Linked DNA regions of Mus musculus: region 2 is linked to region 1. Evidence: chromatin contacts called from public HiChIP or PLAC-seq data. All regions are on one chromosome and are shown on one strand. Each heading gives the region's core, a stretch centred on a gene start, on an enhancer-like site or on the middle of the called end of the contact. The rest is flanking DNA. Distances are from core to core; before and after follow the strand shown.

Region 1 (4,679 bases), core at 62-2,561:
GCTCTCCTGTAGACACACCTCAAAGTTATGATGCTCAAACCAGAATTCTGTAGTTTCTTTCACAAACCTGCCCTCATATCTTTCTAGATCTCAAGTGAAAGCAACTTCATCCTTCTTAATGCCCCAGATGAAAACTCTACATCCCCGCCTTGGACTAATATCATCTTGAGTTTTTCATAGTCTATTTGGCTGAAAGTTGCATCATTAGGTTTTTCCCTTGATCTCTCTGATTTTTATTAATGTTGAGTTCACTAATAAGTAGTTTGTAGTTGGTTCATCTAGTTACTTTATAGCTTTTTTTTTTTTAAATCTAGTTGGCCTGCCAGTCTTCATGACTCTACTTTTATTTCTGTTGAGAACTCAGTGACCAAATTCTAGGTGGGGTTATTTGAAATCCAAAAGATAGGTTGGAAATTCAACTAGGAGAAAATATATGCCAATCATCTGGAGGTCGCAGGACAGCCTGTTCTATTTCCACCCCTATTAAATCTCTACTTGCCTATCATGAGATACCTAACACTGCCAGAGACATGGGCCAAAGGAGACCCCCCATTTCCTGCTCTGAGAAACTGTGTTCCTTTTACATTTTCTAAATATGAAGCCTTCCGACTTCCCAGCTTTCTGGTTATGCTTTTGTTACAGTCAGCCTTTTATCACCGTAAAAGATGGCTGCAAGAAACTTGTGGGGAAGAAAAACGCTATTTCGGCTTATGATCTTGGAAATTCCAACCCATCTTCCATGGGCTCCATTGCTTTGAGGCCTAACGTTACTCCCTGAGAGGAAAGACAGCATGGCGAAGCTGGGATGAAAAAGAGAAAGTAGGCAGGCTTCTTTTAACCTTTCCAGGGATACCCATGTGACCTGAGGACTTTTCATTAGGCACCACATCTTAAAGGATCCATTCTGCTGGGACCCAGCTGTTAACACACCAATCTGGAGGACATTTTAGAACCAAGCTGTAGTCCTCTGTTTCACTCTCTCTCTCTCTCTTTTTTTTTTCTATTTTAATTTCTAAGCAGCTGTAAACTCCAAATCAGAATAATAAAGATGGATCATAATTAACTTTCCAATTTCAGCTCTGCTTCATTGCACTTGAAATGATATAGTCTAAATTGATACTTTAATTAGGATAACATCAAGTTCATTTTTATATTCATGCTGATGCTTGAATATAAATGGTTTGACTCCCCCGGTTATCCATACTTGTAGAGAATTGCTTTGGAACTAGACTTTAGGCATGGGAGCCTGCCTTCAGGCTTTCTGGTATCAGGAGATTAAGGGCATCAGAATCTTCGTTACATTCTTTGTTGTGGTTTCGTCTCTTCTGTTGAGGCCAGGCAATGGAGGTGTTGGTTATTCTAGGGCGTTTAAGTCCTGACTGTGCTATTTCCTGACAGTCAACTTGTAGTTCCTAGAGTAATTATTTCTACAGCAGTACTAGGTGGCATAGTATTCAAACCTCCTGAGGTTCAAAGGCAGAGGCCTGGGGACTGTTGGGTGTTCGGGCAGAGCCAGGCAGAAGCAATGCATCTTTACTTTGCCTCCCCCAGAGCAGTTTCACTTATATTGCTTATTATATTGGGGCTGCACAGAAGATTTGGTTTGTTAGAGAGTTTCCATAGCTTTTGTCAATTAATTAGTTAGGTTTTTCTAAAGGGTAGTAAAGTGGGCAGGTTGTTGAAAACATCTTAGCAGGAATGAAAATCAGCTCCAGTTGGCTGATTATAATGTTACTTACTTTGGGGTTACTTACTTTGGGGCTATCTCAGTCAGTGTTAAGACTTTTGCAGTTATTCTGACAGAGTATGGACACCCTTGCCTCTAGGGTATGCTGACAGTATAATTCTGACATTCCCCACTATTTGTATATGACCATTCACCGTGGGAAGTCCCCGTGATACAAAGGATAATATCTCAATAACGTAAGTGTAACAGTGTGTGTCATTTGTGTGTCACAGCTGGGGTTGTGGGCTCCGTGAGTCTTGACTCAGATCTCAGTTTCTCTTGACTGTGAAGACTTGGTATGAGATTAGGAGAAAATCCTCATGAGATGTAGTTGCTCAATAAATGTTCTTTTTTCTTCTCTGCTGATTTTCTCTGTCTCATAGATCCCAGTTACCAACACTCTCAAGTTCCAACCTTGGAAACTTCCCAGTATATATTGATATACATATTTGAGGATAAAACTTAAACTATATTTCTTACTAGACTATAAATGCTTCAAAGTCAAACATATTCTGACTTCACCCTGACATCTGAAACACTTATTAGCCATTGTCTAAACTCATATACTTTCAAACATAAAAAGACCCACAAAGACAGCAATATATTTGACTATTACATTTTTGGAACTCTGAATTTTTTTTTTCTCCACAAAATTCTTGGATATTTCTGTCTCGATTAGGAATGGAGAAATGAGAAACACAAGAGAGATACTTCCCTCACTCCAGTAAGTCTAGGGGATGTGTGGTTAAACATCCCTCTGGAGAAGGTTGTCAGTGGGTCGCTGGAACGTTCTAGTACTTAATGATTTTCATCTGCAAGCCATTTCTGGACACTCTCTTCCATGTGGTGAGGGTTGAGCTAAAGTTGACACTATGTCAAAAAAGCTTAGAAGTTTGGAATGAAACCAAGGAGAGGTTTTCTTGGAGAAATGAAAAAAAAATGAAGTGGAGACGTAGGCGTGTGTGGCCTTCCAACCAGTCTAAGAATGAATATACACAGAATCTCCTAGACTTGGCTTCAGATATGTCTTAAACTATGCAATCATCTAGATAAAATAGTGAGCTTCATCTGGATACTATTTTAGATGAATTACAATGAACCTAATGACTAGCAACACATTTTGTACATCACCTGGAGGAAAACATGGTGACCTGGTGAGTATTCCTATTCACTATTCCTCACAATCTGGTGAATACATTCACTAGTCCTTGCAACCTGGTGAACACATTCTAGGAATTCACTATTCCTCACAACTGGGTGAGTCCATTCACTATTGCGTACAACCTGGTGAATACATTTCCCTAGTCCTTACAACCTCTTAGGAACGTGCACAGCATTTAGTTGATGGTAGCATTGAGCTTCCGTAATGCCTGATACCTAGGGATTGAGACACAGGAAAATATCTAGGGCCCAATGGGCTGGTCATATTTCCTCTGCCTAGGTTGTGAGGAAATGGGCACAGTGGTCAGGTTCTAACTTATCCTTGGGCACTGGGCACTGCGTGGGAGGGTGAAGACAAAAGAAGACTGAGACAGAGAGTCCAGGAAAGTTCATGTGTGGCTTCCTGAGCCCAGGAAAAGTATTTTCAGAATGTGTTGGACTTGGTTTATTTTTCTTAGTACTTGTGAGTGGAAAGGTGGGAGAGTAGATGTATGGCCTCATCCATGCTGGGCAAACACTGCACAGAGCTACATGCCCAGTCCATGTTGTGTTTTAGAAGCAATCTGAGGTAGGATCCCTTTGACTTCTAGATCATGCTTATTGACATCAAAGATTCTCAAAGAGAAAAGCTCTGGGGAAATTCCTGTCACTATAGCAGAATATCTGAGACAAATGACTTACAAAGAGAAAAGAATGATTTTGCTTCTCAGTTTTATGGAGGTTGTAAACTGTGCTCGGTTGATCCCATTGCTGTGGGCCTGTAGTTAGGAAGCGCACTCTGGAAGGAGTGTGTGGTAGAAGAGCATCCTCGCTTCCCCATGAGTCAGGAAGGGAAAAAGCAGAAACAAAAAAGCAAGGAAGAGGAAGAGGAAGAGGAAGAGGAAGGAGTCACTGTCCTTAAGTCCTTCAAGGCCACACAATATCAAGGAATTTCCCACAAGACCCCAAGTCCTCAGGACCAAGTCTTTAGTACATATTCCTCTGGTTAAATATCGAAACTGTAGGAGGTGCATCTTGCCAACATGTAGAGGATATTAGCTTTTAGGTAGAAGTTGGATGGTCTTTGAAGCATACTCATTTCCTGTGGGGTTTACTCCTTTCTTGTTCAGGCTTCCTCCTCTAAGATTAAATGGCAAGATTTAAAGGAATAGATTCTTTTCTGGTGTCTGTGAGGTCTTCGTTGTTAGGTTTCTCCTCTTGACCAGTGATTCTGAGAACTCTTACCGGTATGGCCTCATGGACCATCTGAGAAAGCCTGGCCCCGTGTTGACAAGGGTTGAATCCAACCCAGTGGGGTGGATCAGAACATCTGATCTGGATTTTGCAGTGAGGGGGAAGGAGAGAAGGAGCGGGAGGTTGTGACCTTGACCTCACAGCCTATTCCTCTCTCTCAACTTTAAAATATGAATCTATTTAAATAGGGTTAGTGTGATGAGGGGCTCCTTTGGACTTGTAAATTCTCTGCTAAAGAGACAAAGCCTCATCCTTTGAAGAACTGATGTGAACAGGGTTAATGGTAACACAGGCAGAGGGAATTATACACAGACTCAGGTAGGAGAATGAGCCCATCCTATGTTAAAATTTTTTTAAAGGGAATAGAATTTTCAGTGTCTAGGCAGGAAAAGTGAGTATTCCAGAGAAATATTCTGTTAATATGCCAGGACTTTAAAGCTTTCCCAGAGCCCTGGGGAGCAAAATTATACCTCTTGAGCATTCAGATTCTAGTCACACAAGCACCTCCTGAAACATGGTGTCCAGACTGAATATAAGGAAACAGGCGAGAATATAAAGA
Region 2 (4,443 bases), core at 134-2,633, 410 kb after region 1:
GAGAATCTAAAATACATAGCTGACACTTCTCAGTCCCCAGCCCCTCTGGCAATACAAGGAGACAGCTTAAGGATGACATGGATTGTCACATCCAGAGCAATGCGATCTGCTTAATTGGGAGTATTTTGTCATAGGACAGAAAATGCTTCCTAATCACCTAAAGTTCCCATAATTGTGCGGACTCAAAGGCTGCTCTGACCATCACACATTCCAGTCCTCCTCCTAGCCCACTCCATTCTCTTCTTGTTTTCCTTTAAGCTGTTCTTGCTCAAATATAAGAGATGCAGACACCCAGTATTCCCACCATGGCCTTAGTGAAAACCGGATCATCCTTTTGATGATTCCGTAGTTGTCAGATCTGCGGCTCGGCTAATCTAGGTCCATGAATACCAGGATGCTTTCCTAGGACTGATCGACTCTCACTCCTAAATCCCACCTGGCATTCAAGCCTGTGTTGGGCTAAAAGGCCAGGGCGCTCTTGGCTCTGGTTCTGCAGGTTGACGTGAAATCCCCTTGTTCTTTCTCTCAGGGTGCCAGCCGAGGGTGACAACGCAGATGGGGCTGCTAACCATCAAGTCTCCTATATTTAACAGGGCCCTAATTACCCACAGGTCTCTGAGTGAGGAGGGCTGATGAGCAGTTCAAGCTCCCTGCATAGAAATAGCCTCAGAATAGTTGTGGTGTTGTTTCTAATTGCAATGGGTGAGCAGACTGGCTCATTAATCCTCCTCTAGCAGGCGTGCAAAACGGCTGCCCCAGAATAGCCCTGAGCTCAGCCAGCCCACAGCCAGCATTGGGGCTGGTGCTTTTGTACATATTTGGAGAAGGAAAGATGTCCCCAGGGATGAGAAATGTGTTGGTGGGGCGAGTGGGGAGCAGTCTATGGATGCTGGACTCTTAGGTAAACACAAAAACACTGTGGAAAAGTGCAGGGAAGCACCTGACATCTAGACAGGAGTGATTCCCATAAGTTATGGCAGGACAGAAACATGTCCCTCAAATGTCCCCAGCCTGCTCAGGTTTCTCTTCCTTTTCTGTGTGAATATTTCACTTTTTTTCATTGCTTGGATTGAGGATCTAATATCAGTCCTTCACACCACAGCGAGAGCACATCTGTTACAGGTTTCCATAAGAGTGGAGCTCTGCAAGTGACAGAGATCCTTTTCTGTCAGACCCCTCAGTGACTTTGTGAGTGAGCAAGGGTAGCTGCAATTCCCCTTCTATGAGGTAAATGTGGTACAGCAGGTGACAGGCTGTGTGCTTGGTTAACAATATCAGATCTTAGATAAGAGACAAGATCTTTTCTTGGGTTAAGAGAAGTACAACACCTTAGCTATGGTCTGGCTGATGCAGTTGAGGGAAAAGACTTTGGGCTGTCAAACTCTGTCTTCAGTCAGGCTGCTTAGATATCTCAGAGACCCAAGGAGGTCATGATGAGATGAAGTGACTCACAGCAAGTATGAAAGAGGAAAACCCTTTGACAGAGTTCTCAAACTACCTTCTACCTTCCTTTGGGAAGGAGTCTTTCATAGATCATAAGGTGACAGATGGACTAGGTTTTCCTTCACTTCCTCCTCCTCCTCCCCCTCCTACTCCCCCTCTCCATGCTTTCCTTCACCACATGTTCATGAAGATGACCTAGGAACATGCCAGGCTCTATGGGAGATTTACAATGATATAGAAGTAAAATTTCCCAGAATTCCTAGCTCTAGCAGCTATTCAACTGTTTTGTCTATCCTACTGCTTCTATACTAGAGATACAGTGAAGAAAGTTAAACCCGTTGTGACAAGCTGACAATAGTCACTGCACAAGACATATCCCCATATCCCACTGCTGGAAAGTAGGCACTATCATACCTTTTGGGGGGTGATACACTGAGGCTCTCTCAAGTCCATTTCCTCACTGTTGGTGCCATGTGGATAGGAATAGGACACAGAATGGGAAGCTGGGTCTAACTCACCCAAAGCCCTGGCTCCTGGATCACACGCAGTGTTGAACTTTGTCTTCTGTAAAACACCTTCTCTTCCCTTGCTGCTAGGACAGCTGGATGAATAGGTGAGTGAAGGCAGAAGTGAGGAGCTGAGGACAGCAATAGCTATGCCTACGAAAATGCCTATCATTTACCATCCAGTTCTTCTAATCTCCATGCTTACTACCCCATGGTCCATCAGTTGTGGAGGGTGTTGATAGCCCAAGGTAGCAGAAGTACTTGCCCAGAAGGCTTGAAGCATGGGTCATGTCACTGTAGTACTATCTGGAAATTGGCCTTGTCTAGGTCCCAGCATAGGAGCAGATGTTCTGTTGTGCTCCATCAGGATGTTCTTTTGGGCTAGCTCTAGGTTCTGTGTGCAGATCCACTGGTGGCCATTCAATTCCTCCATACACCAACTCCAAAGAGGTTTAAGGAGTGTGTTACCTTACTGTCTTAGTCAGGGTTTCTATTCCTGCACAAACATCATGACCAAGAAGCAAGTTGGGGAGGAAAGGGTTTATTCTGCTTACACTTCCATACTGCTGTTCATCACCAAAGGAAGTCAGGACTGGAACTCAAGCAGGTCAGAAAGCAGGAGCTAATGCAGAAGCCATGGAGGGATGTTCTTTACTGGCTTGCTTCCACTGGCTTGCTCAGCCAAGTGGAAGACTTGTAGAACCCAAGACTACCAGCCCAGAGATGGTCCCACCCCAAGGGGCCTTTCCCCCTTGATCAGTAATTGAAGAAATGCCTTACAGTTGGATATCATGGAGGCATTTCCTCAACTCCAGCTGTGTCAAGTTGACACAAAACTAGCCAGTACACTTACTGTGTACCATACACAGACAGGAGCTTATTCTTTCAGAGAGGATAAGGGTCCTGCATCAACAGTTTAAGGAGACTGCATAGTCTTCTGAATCCCTGGCCATGAGGGCTGTGTTCTCTTCTTTTACCACTTCTATAGACTGCTGGAGTTCTTTAGAAGTCCTTGGTCTTTGGCCACATTGTTGCTCTGTCTTCTTATCAACTTTACCTCTGACATGTCTAGTTCTCTTCTGCCTGTTCTGTGTAATTACCTTGTGATGTCCTTACTGGACCTGCCATAGTCCACAGTAAGCTGCTCGAGAGCCTTCACTGAATCTGGCCTGCATGCTCTAACCCAGAAGGAAGCATTCACTGGCTCTAGGATCTCAGGTCTGTCTCTTGAGATGCAAAGTGTGAGCACCATCCAGCTCGCTCTAGGGAGCTGTGAAGAGAGACACCATCACAGTTTCTCTTCCAGAGGCTCAGTCTCTAGGTAATTTAGAAAGATGGAGAGCCCATTGCACTGCAAACCAAAACCTATGCATACAAAGATCTGAGAGTACGAAATATGGCAGACACTGAGGAGATTTAAGAAAGCCTTGGCCAAGTTTCATGGCCTGGGTATCTCCAGAAAAGGGGTCTGGGAGTGGGAGATAGTCAGATAGTCGCCATCTGAAGACACTAAGAAGAAGGGGAGGAGACTAAAAACAGGTGTGAGGCTGGAGGAGGGTGAAGAGCAAAATCAATTTGGTTTGATCAATGCAATCACGTCAAAATTCAAATCACCTGTGACAGTATTTGCTAGATAGGCCAGTGCTGTCTCACATGGACTCATGAACTCACGGTGGCTGGGCTCTCATGCACAAGGCCAAGGTCAAACCAGGTAAAGTCCAAGCGTGGGTTGGGGAGGGGCTAGTGGGGTTCCACCCCTAGCCGAGGAGCTATTGGCCTTTCATGGCCTCTGGAAGGGAGACTCATCCTTTATGGATGCAGCTCCTAAGAGGCTACCCATGTCCCTGGAGATGCTCTCCCACGCATTATGTACAGGCAGCTCTCAGGGGACTCTGTGGGCTTAAAAAGGAGCACAGGAAGTTGGGAGGGGAAACTAGGGGCAAGCCACAAGAGTGTCCAGAGGGGAGTGAAAGGAGGCGTGGGTCTGACCACCCACTCCATGCCTTTCTTCAAGTGACTTGACTTCTCTGAGTCCTTCAAGCCCTAAGTGCGTGGGAATGTGGGAGCGTCTACCTCAGGAGGAGCCTGCAGAGATGAAGGTGATGCACAGAGGGTGGTGCGCGGATGCATAGTCATGATAAGCAGACAGCACCATGTGCATTTCTCAGTCTTTATGAGTCTATTTTTTCCATTTTACATGTGCATGCGTAGTTTGTATGTGTGTGTGCGTACATGTGGGTTTTTTGCATGTGTGAGGGTGCATGTGTGTGTCTGTCTTTCTGTACATGTGTGCCAATAGGTGAAGGCTTGCTCTTCCACCTTATTCATTGAGGCAGGGTCCCTCAATCTAACCTAGAGTCTCCAATAGGGCTACTCTACCTCTTCTGTCTCCAGCAGGCACTACACACACGTGAAGCACATATAAAAAAGCTGTCATGCAAACAAGATAGCACACACATATACATATACACAAACTGGTACAGACATATACACA

Evidence for each region. HiChIP or PLAC-seq counts read pairs in DNA pulled down with a chosen protein or histone mark.
Region 2: a contact with region 1 is called in an H3K27ac HiChIP or PLAC-seq map of T-cell acute lymphoblastic leukemia, with 2.8 times the contacts expected there. The contact joins two enhancer-like sites. A contact is called at or near these places in 1 of 484 Hi-C or Micro-C datasets (adipose-derived mesenchymal stem cells) and 2 of 115 datasets of contacts at active chromatin or transcription factors (SST interneurons and T-cell acute lymphoblastic leukemia).

The regions. Positions count from the first base shown.
Region 1 is chr1:183,683,715-183,688,393 of GRCm38.p6, forward strand. No RefSeq gene overlaps it. Among named protein-coding and RNA genes, the nearest start is that of Gm39724, 55 kb to the left of the region's middle. Within about 2 kb of position 1,312, at least 4 of the 459 cell types and tissues checked have an H3K27ac peak or open chromatin away from gene starts, as enhancers often do. A contact at or near this core is called in T-cell acute lymphoblastic leukemia, where this site is marked.
Region 2 is chr1:184,090,053-184,094,495 of GRCm38.p6, forward strand. No RefSeq gene overlaps it. Among named protein-coding and RNA genes, the nearest start is that of Dusp10, 58 kb to the left of the region's middle. Within about 2 kb of position 1,384, at least 10 of the 459 cell types and tissues checked have an H3K27ac peak or open chromatin away from gene starts, as enhancers often do. A contact at or near this core is called in T-cell acute lymphoblastic leukemia, where this site is marked.